Linked DNA regions of Gossypium arboreum: region 1 is linked to region 2. A link is a contact called in public Hi-C data. All regions are on one chromosome and are shown on one strand. Each heading gives the region's core, a stretch centred on a gene start, on an enhancer-like site or on the middle of the called end of the contact. The rest is flanking DNA. Distances are from core to core; before and after follow the strand shown. Region 1 holds the start of LOC108472914 (protein NRT1/ PTR FAMILY 4.6-like). Region 2 holds the start of LOC108470639 (mitochondrial outer membrane protein porin of 36 kDa).

Evidence for each region. Hi-C and Micro-C count contacts between places; a contact is called where the count stands out from the background.
Region 1: a Hi-C map of leaf shows a contact between it and region 2, with 2.9 times the contacts expected there. The contact joins the promoter of LOC108472914 here to the promoter of LOC108470639 in region 2. A contact is called at or near these places in 2 of 5 Hi-C or Micro-C datasets (both in leaf).

What each region holds. Positions count from the first base shown.
Region 1 is chr3:56,747,504-56,753,251 of ASM2569848v2, reverse strand. LOC108472914 (protein NRT1/ PTR FAMILY 4.6-like) reads left to right here and starts at 1,733. Exons shown (of 5, transcript XM_017774479.2): 1 at 1,733-1,905; 2 at 2,078-2,183; 3 at 2,309-2,526; 4 at 3,889-4,329; 5 at 4,428-5,719. The coding sequence starts at 1,903. The coding sequence ends at 5,375.
Region 2 is chr3:56,464,316-56,470,574 of ASM2569848v2, reverse strand. LOC108470639 (mitochondrial outer membrane protein porin of 36 kDa) reads right to left here and starts at 3,971. Exons shown (of 6, transcript XM_017772002.2): 1 at 3,731-3,971; 2 at 3,584-3,651; 3 at 3,173-3,283; 4 at 2,894-2,980; 5 at 2,512-2,720; 6 at 1,759-2,343. The coding sequence starts at 3,779. The coding sequence ends at 2,037.

The sequences.
Region 1 (5,748 bases), core at 484-2,983, 280 kb before region 2:
CTCTTATTAAACATGAGTTGTATAGGGCAAGCAGTTATCAATATACAGATGAACATTTAGATTTCTCTCTTCTTCCTCGTTTTTCTTCTTCTCTCTCAATCTTCTTTTACTCTAAGTTTTTTCGCGCAACAAGGTGTCGTCGCCACTCGCTACCATCCTATGATGCCCCTGTAGCTCCTGTATTGCTTCCCTCAATCAGTCCTCAGCCTCAGGTAGTCGTCACTCTTCTCCGCGCTGTCTACCAACAACCACGCCGTGGAAATCAAGTTTTTAGAGAGAGTCGACATTTTAAATTCGATAATAATTGATAAGTTAGTTCTTTCTAATTAACTTTATTGTTGTAATAAAAACATTTTTTATTTCTCTCCCTGTTTGTCTTAATTTTCCTGTAAAATTTCAAAAAGAAAATGCTGCATGGTGATTTTTTTTACAAATGGCATTAATATCTAGAATTAAATGGGTAAGGTACTCAAACTGACTGAAAAAAAAATTGAAGTACCAAAAAATGGGTATAATATAGAGGGTAATATTTGAAATAAGCCTAACAAGAAAATGGATATGTAGTAGTATTTTTTACTCATGAGACCGCACATCCAATTTCTATCATCTTTTCATATCTTCAAGCATTATTGCACATAAGCTTGTCGGTAGGAGATTGGGAGCCATTAATATAATAATCCTCCATTGTATGGCTATTAGATTCTATCATGTCAAGCAATTAGCAATCGTCCAGCCGAAGTGATCTTATCACTACCCTTTGCTTCTTTTAACCACTGTTTTCAATTTGTTAACTGGGGATTCCATTCATTTGTGTAAACATTGGATTTTGGGTTTGGGGAAACAGTATTCATGATAATCACACGGCCACAAAAGACATTTTCATAAAGCTGCCGTATGTGTATATATATATATATATCCATGTCATCGTCATCCACTTGCTAAATTCCTGAGTGTACACGGACTAAAGAATATATTCTTTATCTTATAATTATATATAAATCAGAAAATTTTATTATAACAGTACTGGAAGGAGAAAGATATGGAAGATAATCAAAATGTCAAGTGAAAAATGAAACAAGATTAAAGATAAGTTTTATATTGTTGTTCTGATTCTGTAGTGGTGGAATCCGATTCTATAGTGGCTGCTTCTCGGTACACCAATACTCGATATCAACCTTGGCGCCCCTGGGAGATTCTTAAACCACTTAACCACTTGTGGTTGAACATGAAGACAGTGGTTTTTGTCAACGTTTGGCGCCACACCTCCTAAGGGGGCATTTATCGATCAGCTGCTCACTGTGTGTTGCTTCTTGCTGGTTTTGTTCTACTCCTCAAGGCGTGTACTGCTTTGTTGTTTCTATTTGCTAACTGAATTCATATTTTGTTGGAAGAAAAGACAAAAACAAATACTATCATTAGGCATCCGCGACGAAGGTTTTGGCTTTCGATGGTCAAAGAAAGAGAAAGGTACTTTTTTGTTTTTTTGGGTTCCTTTAATAATGGGTGGGGAGAATTTGATATATTTCTCTCCTAATCTTCCTCCTCTGAAGCATTTTTACTATAAGTTAGCAATCTTTAATACTATAAGTTAGCAATCTTTAATAAAAGAAACTTTGTTATTACAAAAATAAACTGTTCGTTAATATGATAATTTTCAAATAAAATAATAAAATGAAAGAATTCTTAGTATAAAACAAAAGGTTCCAAGGATGATGAGTCAAAAAGTAACTTATGTGAAGTGTGAAGACCATTCTCTCCTCCAAGTTGAAATGAAACCATCAAATGCTCTTCCCTTCCCCTCTCTTTAAATACCCCCACCACTCTCACCATGCTTTTCTACTCACACTCGAGATCAAATACCAACATAATTACCCAAGTTGAGAATAGGAGAGAGAAAAAACAATGGTGGGTTCCCCCCCCCCCCCGCCCTTTTAATTTTTTTATTTTGCTGCTCTTTTTATGTTGTCATCTCACTCATTATTCGTCCTCTCGTTGCTTCATTCAAAGTACAAACAACAGACAACAAACCTATGTTGCTTTCCTAGATACTATTACTAACTCGCCTTTTATTGTACAGGAAGGAGGATACCAGGATAATAGATGGGAAGGGTATGTGGATTGGAGGGGCAGACCTGCTTTAAGGGGCCAACATGGTTGCATGGTGGCTGCCTCCTTTGTCTTGGGTTAGTTACCTGATCTATTCCTTTTTGTTGCTTTTGACACAAATCAAGGGTGAGCTTCCGCTGTAGGCTTATTTTATAGGTTGGTTCCATCGCTTAGTTTAATGATAAATTTTGGCTGTACGTAGTTGTGGAAGTGCTGGAGAACCTGGCCTACTTGGCAAATAGTAGCAACCTGGTGCTGTATCTGTCAAAGCACATGCACTTATCTCCATCAAAATCGGCAAACTATGTCACCAATTTCATGGGGACAGCCTTCCTTCTGGCTCTGCTTGGGGGCTTCTTATCCGACACTTTCTTCACTACTTTTCACATCTACCTCATAAGCGCACTCATCCAATTCCTGGTACTCCATTTTCACACACTTATCTTTAGAACTCTCTATGTATTGTTTCATTATTGCACTTCATCCGCATTGTGGTTGTCATAAATAAAAGACACGGGCAAAAATCTGATAGTGTTCCCTCCCTGCGAGTTCGGTATAAACAAAAAAACCCAGTCCGCCTAGATACAACAACTAACGTGGCCTTAGTAAAAAATGTCAGTATATTTGTCCACTTTCTTTCGGATCCCAAAAGTAAACTAATTCTGAGATAATAAAACAGGGTCTGTTTCAATTCAACCTTCCATCACATATTGGAACTTCCAACAACAATCGGTTATGTTAACTATGCTTTCAAATGCCTCGTATTCCATTAAAGAAATTCCTTTTTTTCTTATCCATAAATTGGGAAGTGGGGCGAGTGGGTCCTGGAGTAGGCCAATGTTGGGGTATTAGTCATGGGACTTATCCTTACAAAGCCGACGCCTTGGGATTTTAGTTTAACGATAAGAGAGCTTTAGCTCTACACGTACCGCATGAGTGTCAAACAGTCGCTGGAGCTCCTACCCTATGTCGTACGTCTAATACACGGTAATTTTCAACTCTCATCCACCAATCACTGTACAGTATGTGGCTGGAGAAAGAGACGAATCCGAAGAAAATACTGGGAAAACCAAATCCATTTAATAATGGGTGCGTAGCTTTCTTCGAATGAAAAAGGGAAATGAAGCAAAGGTTGCTCATTTCATTTTAGGCAGGCTCATGAACCACGTGGGCGGCCATTGATAGAGCCCAAGCGAAACTTGAAAGTCTATTTAACTGAGAATCATGCTCACCCTGCACAATTCAATATAACAAAGCCATGTCGTCAACAACCCGGTTTCTTTACAGCAACATATCATTGAAATCTTCGCAGTGCAATCCTTGTGTGGCTAACGCCACATAACGGAAAAACCAAATTGAACGGCCCAACAAGTTGGACCTTAATGCTATCGGCTTTTCGGTTTAGTATGTGGAAATCAATCATATAGGGAACTGACGAATCAGTTTGATCCAGGCGTACTCATCTCCTCTTCCCTATCTATTGTACTCATCTCCTCTTCCCTATCTATTATACAACCTTGGATGCTGTGTATGTATGGATTTCGGACTTGAAAGTCTTTCTTATGTTTGAAAACTGCATGAAACCGAGTTTACCTAGCTGTATAAGGAATTGAATGCAAGCTTCATTTCTTCCCATGAATGCCTTAAAAGAGATACAAAGGAAAGAGAAAGGAATGCTTATTATGAATCAAAGTTATTCAAATTAATTGCTGGGGGACTTCTAAAGTCTACACACTTGCTAATTGAGCAGGCATGCCTAACCAATTGTGGTCCTTGAAACAGGGGTCGGTCATTCTTGCAATGCAAGCTCGGACTGCTTCCCTAAAGCCACGAGAATGTAGTCCATCAACCCCCTCCATTCCATGCCATGAAGTTGGAGGTGGGAAAGCAGTAATGCTGTTCACTGGCCTCTATCTTGTGGCGCTTGGTGTTGGAGGGATAAAGGGTTCCTTACCAACACATGGCGCTGAGCAGTTTGATGCCAACACCCCACAGGGAAGGAAGCAAAGATCCACCTTCTTCAACTACTTTGTATTCTGTCTCTCATTCGGTGCACTCATAGCCGTCACATTTGTTGTGTGGGTTGAAGATAATATGGGATGGAAGTGGGGTTTTTCCATCTCTACAATTGCAGTATTGTTGTCAATCGCAATCTTCCTTGCTGGTTCGGCTGTTTACAGGAACAAAATACCCTTTGGCAGCCCTCTTACAACCATTGGCAAGGTAAAAGCTACTTCAATTATCAGACCCCACCTTGATGCCATTCCTGTAATGAAGAAATAAGTTTTGTTTTTTGCTTTACTTTTGCTTTACTTGAACAGGTTTTGATTGCTGCTATGCTGAACAGTTGCATGAGCAAAAATCCAAAAAATGCCATTGCGAACCTGACAACGAGCCCTTCTTATCGAACTGAAACCAGCAAGGAAGGAGACCACCAAATCCCAACTGAAAGCCTCAAAGTCCTAAACAGAGCAGCGGTGAACAAGCCAGCTTACCCAGCACTTGAATGCTCAGTGCAGCAAGTAGAGGAAGTCAAGATCGTGCTTAAAATCTTTCCCATATTTGCTTGCACCATTGTTCTCAATTGCTGCCTAGCTCAGCTCTCAACTTTTTCAGTTGAGCAGGCAGCAACCATGAACACTAAGCTTGGTTCATTGAAAATTCCTCCAGCTTCCCTACCAGTCTTTCCCGTGGTCTTCATCATGATCCTAGCCCCGCTTTACGATCACTTCATTATCCCATTTGCTCGGAGAGTAACTAAAACTGAGATGGGCATCACTCATTTGCAACGAATTGGGATTGGTTTATTTCTTTCCATGGTAGCCATGGCAGTGGCAGCTCTTGTCGAAATTAAACGAAAAAGAGTAGCAACTTACTCTGGCCTACTTGACTCAACCAATCCATTACCCATTACATTTTTGTGGATTGCTTTACAGTACTTGTTCCTGGGATCAGCTGATCTTTTCACCTTGGCGGGGTTACTAGAATTTTTCTTCACCGAGGCGCCCTCAAGCATGAGATCCTTGGCTACATCTCTTTCTTGGACTTCCTTGGCAATGGGGTATTATTTAAGCTCGGTAATTGTATCAATAGTGAACAATGTGAGTGAGAACTCAGGGCACAAGCCGTGGCTGTCAGGGCATACAATAAATGGATATCATCTGGAGAGATTCTACTGGCTTATGTGTGTGCTTAGCGCCTTGAATTTCATGCATTACCTTCTCTGGGCCATGCGCTATAAATACAGATCAGCAGGCAGTAGCAAGTAAAACAAGCATGGCCAACTTCTGATTTCTTACTACGAAGGAGCAAGTCCTTGGTCAAGTAAATGGATCGATCAAGTTAAAATGCCAGCTTGGGCCATGCAGAGATAGAACTCAGGCTAATGCAAACTTCAGCCCCATACTATCCATTTTGAAAGGACATAAAAAGCTATGAGGAGACCCTCTTTTTTTTTTTAATCTTTATCTCTTTAATTATTTTCTACTCTTTTTATCTCTTTGACTGATATGTAAATATTCTCTCTTTATTTCTTTAGTTTTTCCTTTCCAGTTACTTGTATAAATACCATGATATTTTATCAATAAAGTCAAAATTTTCAGTCTTCACAAAACTTCACTATGGTATACAGAGGCATGGACA
Region 2 (6,259 bases), core at 2,722-5,221:
AATTTTATTAGGTTTTCATATTTTGGGTCTTCTTTCCCTAAACCTCAATTTTTTTCATGCCTGCAATGTCATGTCATTCTATTATGATTTATGCTTGGTGCCACATTAGATATTTAGCAGTAGGTTGAAATTTTCCATCTATATTTAGCAGTAGGTTAAATTTTTCCATCCATTTTGAGTTAAAATGATAAACACAATTATTTTAAGGGTTAAAAAAGTTGAAAAAAAATAAAAGGTTAAATGATAAACACAATTTTTTTTTTACAAAGTTGAAATGTTAAAGAAGTAATTCTCCCTAAAATTAAAACTGAATAATTGTAACTTTCCACCTATAGATGGATAAACAATACTTAAGCCACTAAACTACTAGTAAATTTATGTTTTGGTCACTTAACATTAAAAAGTTACAAAATAGTCGTTGAATTATTTAAAAATTTTCATTTAAGTCATTGAATTATTCAAATATTTTTATTTAAGTCACTAGGTTGTTAAGATTTTTTTTTATAAAAACATTTGGCTAGCAAGCTCTAAGCAATGATTTGATAATCAGTACAATAAATTAGTACCCATCAACCAGTAAAAGAACATACATTTAGGTCAAGTTGATCTAAATGTCAGTTTTAGAGATTGGAGAAGAAAGTTGTTTGGATTTTAATTTATAGATTTGTGACGAATAATGTTGTTTCATAGAAAAAACTAAATTGTAAAAGAGGAGGAATGAAAGTTTTCAATTGGTGCAAGTAGTGCAAATAGATAAGGCTATAAAATAGTGGTTTTAATAACCCAGTAATTTAAATGATAATTTTCGAATAATTCAATTACTATTTTATTTTGAAGTAATTAATTAAAATATAAACTTATTAATAGTATAATAACCTTGAATGTAATTCAATCCAATTATAATGCCAAGACTACATATTGAAGGAGGAGCTAGATAAATTAAAGTATCCCATCGTCATGTTCAATCTTCTTCTCAATTCCATCTATTATCCCTTTCTCGCCCCTCTCTTTTAAGCTTGTAACATTGTATCTTTGCTAAAATACATTTCAAGAATAAAAGTACCATGAAAGCCTTTGTACTAGAAGTTGGATTATATATACTCCTTATACTTAAAAAAGGTCAATTTATCCATATATATTAGATCAAAGAGTAAATTATTTCTTTTATTAAAAGTTCCTTCCATTGCTACTATAAAAATTAATTTTTATACATCAACATAAAATACACATTGCATGTCACATCATTGGCCGATTATACCATCAATCACGCTAACTTTTAACAGTACAATTTGATAAACTTTTTAACAAAAAAAATTAATTTGCTATTTAATCTAACGTACATAAACTAATTTATCTATTTTATGAGTAGAAAGGATAAAAATAAAAAGGCAATTTAGCTTCTAACTCCATGGTGGTTTTACCACATTTGCACTATTCTTAAACTAAATCAATTGGCATCCGTTAGCAACAGCACTATATTTTGTTTAATTGGGACGAGGAATGGACTCCACTAATAATATTAGGTAGTTCTCCCAAATTCCAGGTCCTCGAGGGCTGAAGCAAAAGCACATAATTCCATTCCGTATGCTACTAATTTACATTATACTATTACACTAACAAATTGATCAGGCTCTTGCATTGCTACTCCTTGATTAAGCCACGACTGGAAAGGCCCCTTCCTTTTCCTATTGGATCCTCTTTCTTAAGATATTATAATTTCCTCATCCTCTGCCTGCCAAGTTTAATGACTGAAACAACTTAAGTAATAGCATGTAAGCAACATTTGCATTTCACAGATGAATAGGCTACTGCCTTGTTTTTTTAAACCAAAAAAAAAAAAAAAAACACTGTACGCCCTAGCAAATTTAACATAACAAATTGCCAATTTCAGTTCGCCAATCACAATTATTTTTTCAATCCAAGATCATGAAAAATCCGTCAAAGAACATTATTACTCTCCCGAGTCTTCCAGACTTCCGGTTTCACCAATCAAAAGTAAAGGCCTCCCTTCATTCAAACAATGATATTACCTTTCCCTACGGCTTGAGTGCCAACGCCAGCCCGACTTTAGCACTCTTTTCAATTGCTCTGGTGTCCACCTCTCCAGAGATAGTGAAGAGGGATTTTGGGCGCCACTCATGCTGGATAAGAGCACTTGCTCTGCCGTAGTTGTTCAGTCGAGTCCTCACTGTGGTCAACGGGTCAAGAGCATGCTGTGTACCGATTGTGAGAGTGTTCTCATTACTTGAAAAGCTATGGGTCAGCTCCGCACCAACCGCTGTGTTCGTCAATGGGCTAACAATGTGGTAGTAGGAAGCATTAAGAGTGTCACCTTTATCATTTCTGTGGTTATCGACAAATTAACCTCATCAAAACCACAAGCAAAATAACAGAATACATGCACAAGCTACAGAAAGAAAAAACCAGTTTACTGGAAGTTCCATATGAAAATATGGATATGTGAATAAGTAAACTAAAAGTTAAAGCCAACTCCGCCGAGGAACTACATACAATGTTAGGGAAGCAATGAGGTCAGAATGGGTGAAATTCAGCCCAGCATTCAATTTGGTAAAGTTTCCACTGGCGGTGTCAAATGAGAGATCAGTCCCCACTGAGACACAATTGTTTCCAACCACCCCAGAGAAGTTAACAAGGGGATTAGCATTCAAACCAATGCTAGTGCTTATGCCGGCATATTCATGCTGGTATTGCAGTTCCACCTGTCACAATAATGACAAAGACCATGTCATGACCACATGATGAAACCTATAAGTTTACAGAAGTAAATGACAAACATAGCTACAGCTAGCTACCTAAACCAGGATGTAGAAAATGTTGGCATTATTGAAAAAAAAAAAAGGAAGTTAATGGCATGAGTAAGGAAGTCTATTACCTTGCCAGACCTTTGATCAGGGACAATAAAACTAAAGATTGTCTTCAATCCAGGTGCAGGTTCATCAACGGTAACAGTGGCAAAAAGCTATTGAAAAAAAAAAAAAACAGAATGAGATAATACTTAAGCCAAGACTGAATTCACCCTGACAATGAGTAAAAACAGTACAAGACCAAAACATTGCTTACCTTTGTATTCATCGTAATGAGATAGCATGCAATGATTATATGAACACGACCTTTAAAATTCGAAGACTTATCTAATTGTTCTACAACTTACATTAGACTTAGTGTCAACTTTGACATTGGTTGTGATGTTATTGTTCTTCAGCTCAGTACTTACATCAGCCAAAAGCAGTTCACCTTTCTTAATCCCAGTTGATGTGATTGCCTGACATAATTGAGAAGGGAAAAAATGAGCCAAAATCATAAATCTCTAGATCAATCATAAATTCATAAGATCAGATATTCATGCGAGCGTATTGGAAAAAATTATATACAAATAAGAGAATAACACTCGGAACAAATAAGAGAAAAAAATTCATATACAAATTAATAGGTTTTGCTAAAATATGAATTACGAATTCGTTTATGACAAAGAAAATAAATTAAAACAATCGGAACTGAAGAGAGCAGATGTTTCACCATATCATCTGGAATATTTAAAAATAAAATTAAAAGAAAAACTCACGACTCCATTGGAGGTATAAGTAGTGACAGTGAACTTGTGGTCGGCCTGGTAATCCTTGTAAAGAAGATCTGAAATTAAAACAAAAACAAAAATGAACAAAGGAAGCTGAAATGAAAAATAAACTATAAAAGGAGAAAAAAATTTCACCTCTAGACTTTTTTCCGATATCGGAGTAGAGACCAGGTCCTTTCCCCATGCTTGATTTCGCCGAGAAAATGGAGAGGAAAGTGAGAAACGAAGGCTGGTTGCGAAAGACAGGGATGGAAAAGAATAATAATAATAATAATAATCGAAAAACCGTTTAATTTGAAAATAAAAGGAGTTTTATGGACCGTTGATCATGAAGTGAGAAAGCCTTGGCCGCTGATATCAGGAATGGGCACATTGGGCAATTCGTCGCCTGATCACGTTTTTAAGTAGAAGTCTATTATTATTAGGATAAACTATACAAATGGTCATCTAATTATACCCACATTCTTATTTTAGTCACTTAATTTTAAAATTTTTCAATTTAGGCACTAACATTTGAATTATTTTTAGTTGCTCCCATGTTAATTTCTAACTGTTATAATAACACATTTAGTCCTCAATACTCACATATTCTATTAATTTGATCCTAATTTTAAATAATTAAATAAATTTAACCTTTCATATTTACAAATTCTATCAAATTGATCCTTAAACTTTCTAACCAAAGCTTCTAGCTTTCAAAGCAAAGGCAATCCACATCTATTAATTGTTTTATTTAGGTTGAAATTATCCAATTAATGTACATAACCCTTTTGTTTATATTTTTAAGAAGTTAGTGTTCAAAATGAACTAAACACTATTAAAATAATAGAAAATAAAAATTTAAAAATATATTATATAATAAAATTATATAATAATTTAATATTTGTAAGAAATAAATTTTCACTCTACTAGAATAATTTTAGTTTTTAATTAATTTGATAAATAATTTAACACTAAATTAGATTATTAATATATACTACTTATTGTGGATTTAAAATTAAAAATAAATAGTTACATGATAATCTTTTAATCAATTTATAAAATTTAAAAAAATTAATGAACAAAAGGATATTCAACTAATTCTTTCATTTTTTTTCTTATGATATAATTATTGATTTAACAATTGGATTTTTCAAAGCCATATTTTTTAGCTCTGAATTTAATTTTCAATTTCCAGAACCTACTTTGAGGACTATTTCTATGTACTTTGAAAGAAATGTCATATTGTTAACAATAAGAGTAAATCTAAAGTGTTCTTTTTTAACGTTTTTTCCATTTTCTTTAGTCAAATTTTTATCAATAAAAGGGCTATACAATACTATATTTAGAAGAAAACTAATGAAAATAAAAAGAAAAGGAGAGAAATGTTCAAGATAAACCAATTGGTATCTAAAATTGGCTCAGAAAATGGCTCATTAGTTGAGAGAAGTTTTTCTTTTTTTCTTTTTGGGTTTTACAAATTTATAGATGTGGATTGCCTCTATTTTAAAAGTTGAAAGCTTTGATTAGAAAGTTTAAAGATCAAATTGATAGAATTTGTAAAAGTGAATAGTTAAGTTTATTGAATTATTTAGAATCAAGCGGGTGACCAAAACAGGAACAAATTCAAATGTTAGTGCCTAAATTGAAAATTTGAAAGTTGGATGACAAAACTAGAAACGTGGGCATAGTTGAGTAATGTTAGAATTAAGTGATCCGAATCCTTATTTAAATAAAATACAGTGGTAAAATTAAATGAAAGTAAAATCCTTATAGAACTACACTTTTTATTATTATTTTAAAATAAGGTTTTTTAAACCTTAATAAACTTCATTTACTTGATATTGATTAGAATAAGATGTTTCAATCTTACTACACTCCTTCTATTAGAATATGGTTTTACAAGCCTATAAATAGACATAGCTTACTCTTTTTGTAATCATTCGAATTCGACATAGTGAATTATCTTCTCCTCTGCCCGTAGTTTTTTCCTGAAAGGGTTTCCACGTAAAAATCTGTGTGTTCTTTTTTTTCTTTTCTTTATCAACGTTCTACTTTTTTTCACAAATTAGTATCAGAGCTTCTGGGTTGTTCATCTCAATCATGGTAATGGCGTATTTGAAGTATGAAATTTCGCTGTTGGATTGCAACACTAGATTCGCGTTGTGGCAGATAAAGATGCAAACAGTTCTTGCACAGATGGACTTAGTTGATGCCCTACTAGGGACAGATTAGATGCATTCGACATTGACTGAGGAAGAGAAGAGGCGTAAAGATCGAAAGGCGTTATCATCGAAAAGCGTTAACACCGAAAGGCGTTAACACAATTACATCAACATTTGGCTAACGAAATTTTGCAAGATGTAATGAAGGAGAAAACCACCACTGTGTTATGGAAAAGGCTGAAACAAATATGTATGTCAAAAACTCTAACTAGCAAGTTGCATATAATGTAACACGCCTTACTCGTATTCTACGCCGGGACAGGGTCTGAGGCGTTACCAGACTTAACCATAAACATTCATACAAAACTGGGCCATAAAATTTGGACCAAATCAAATTCATCCAATCACATGCATATCGTCCCTTATACGGGCCCATGACTAAACCAAAAACTTTTGAAACTTTTACGACACTTAGAAAATTTTCGTACTTTGGAGAGTCACACGCCCGTGTGAGTAGGCT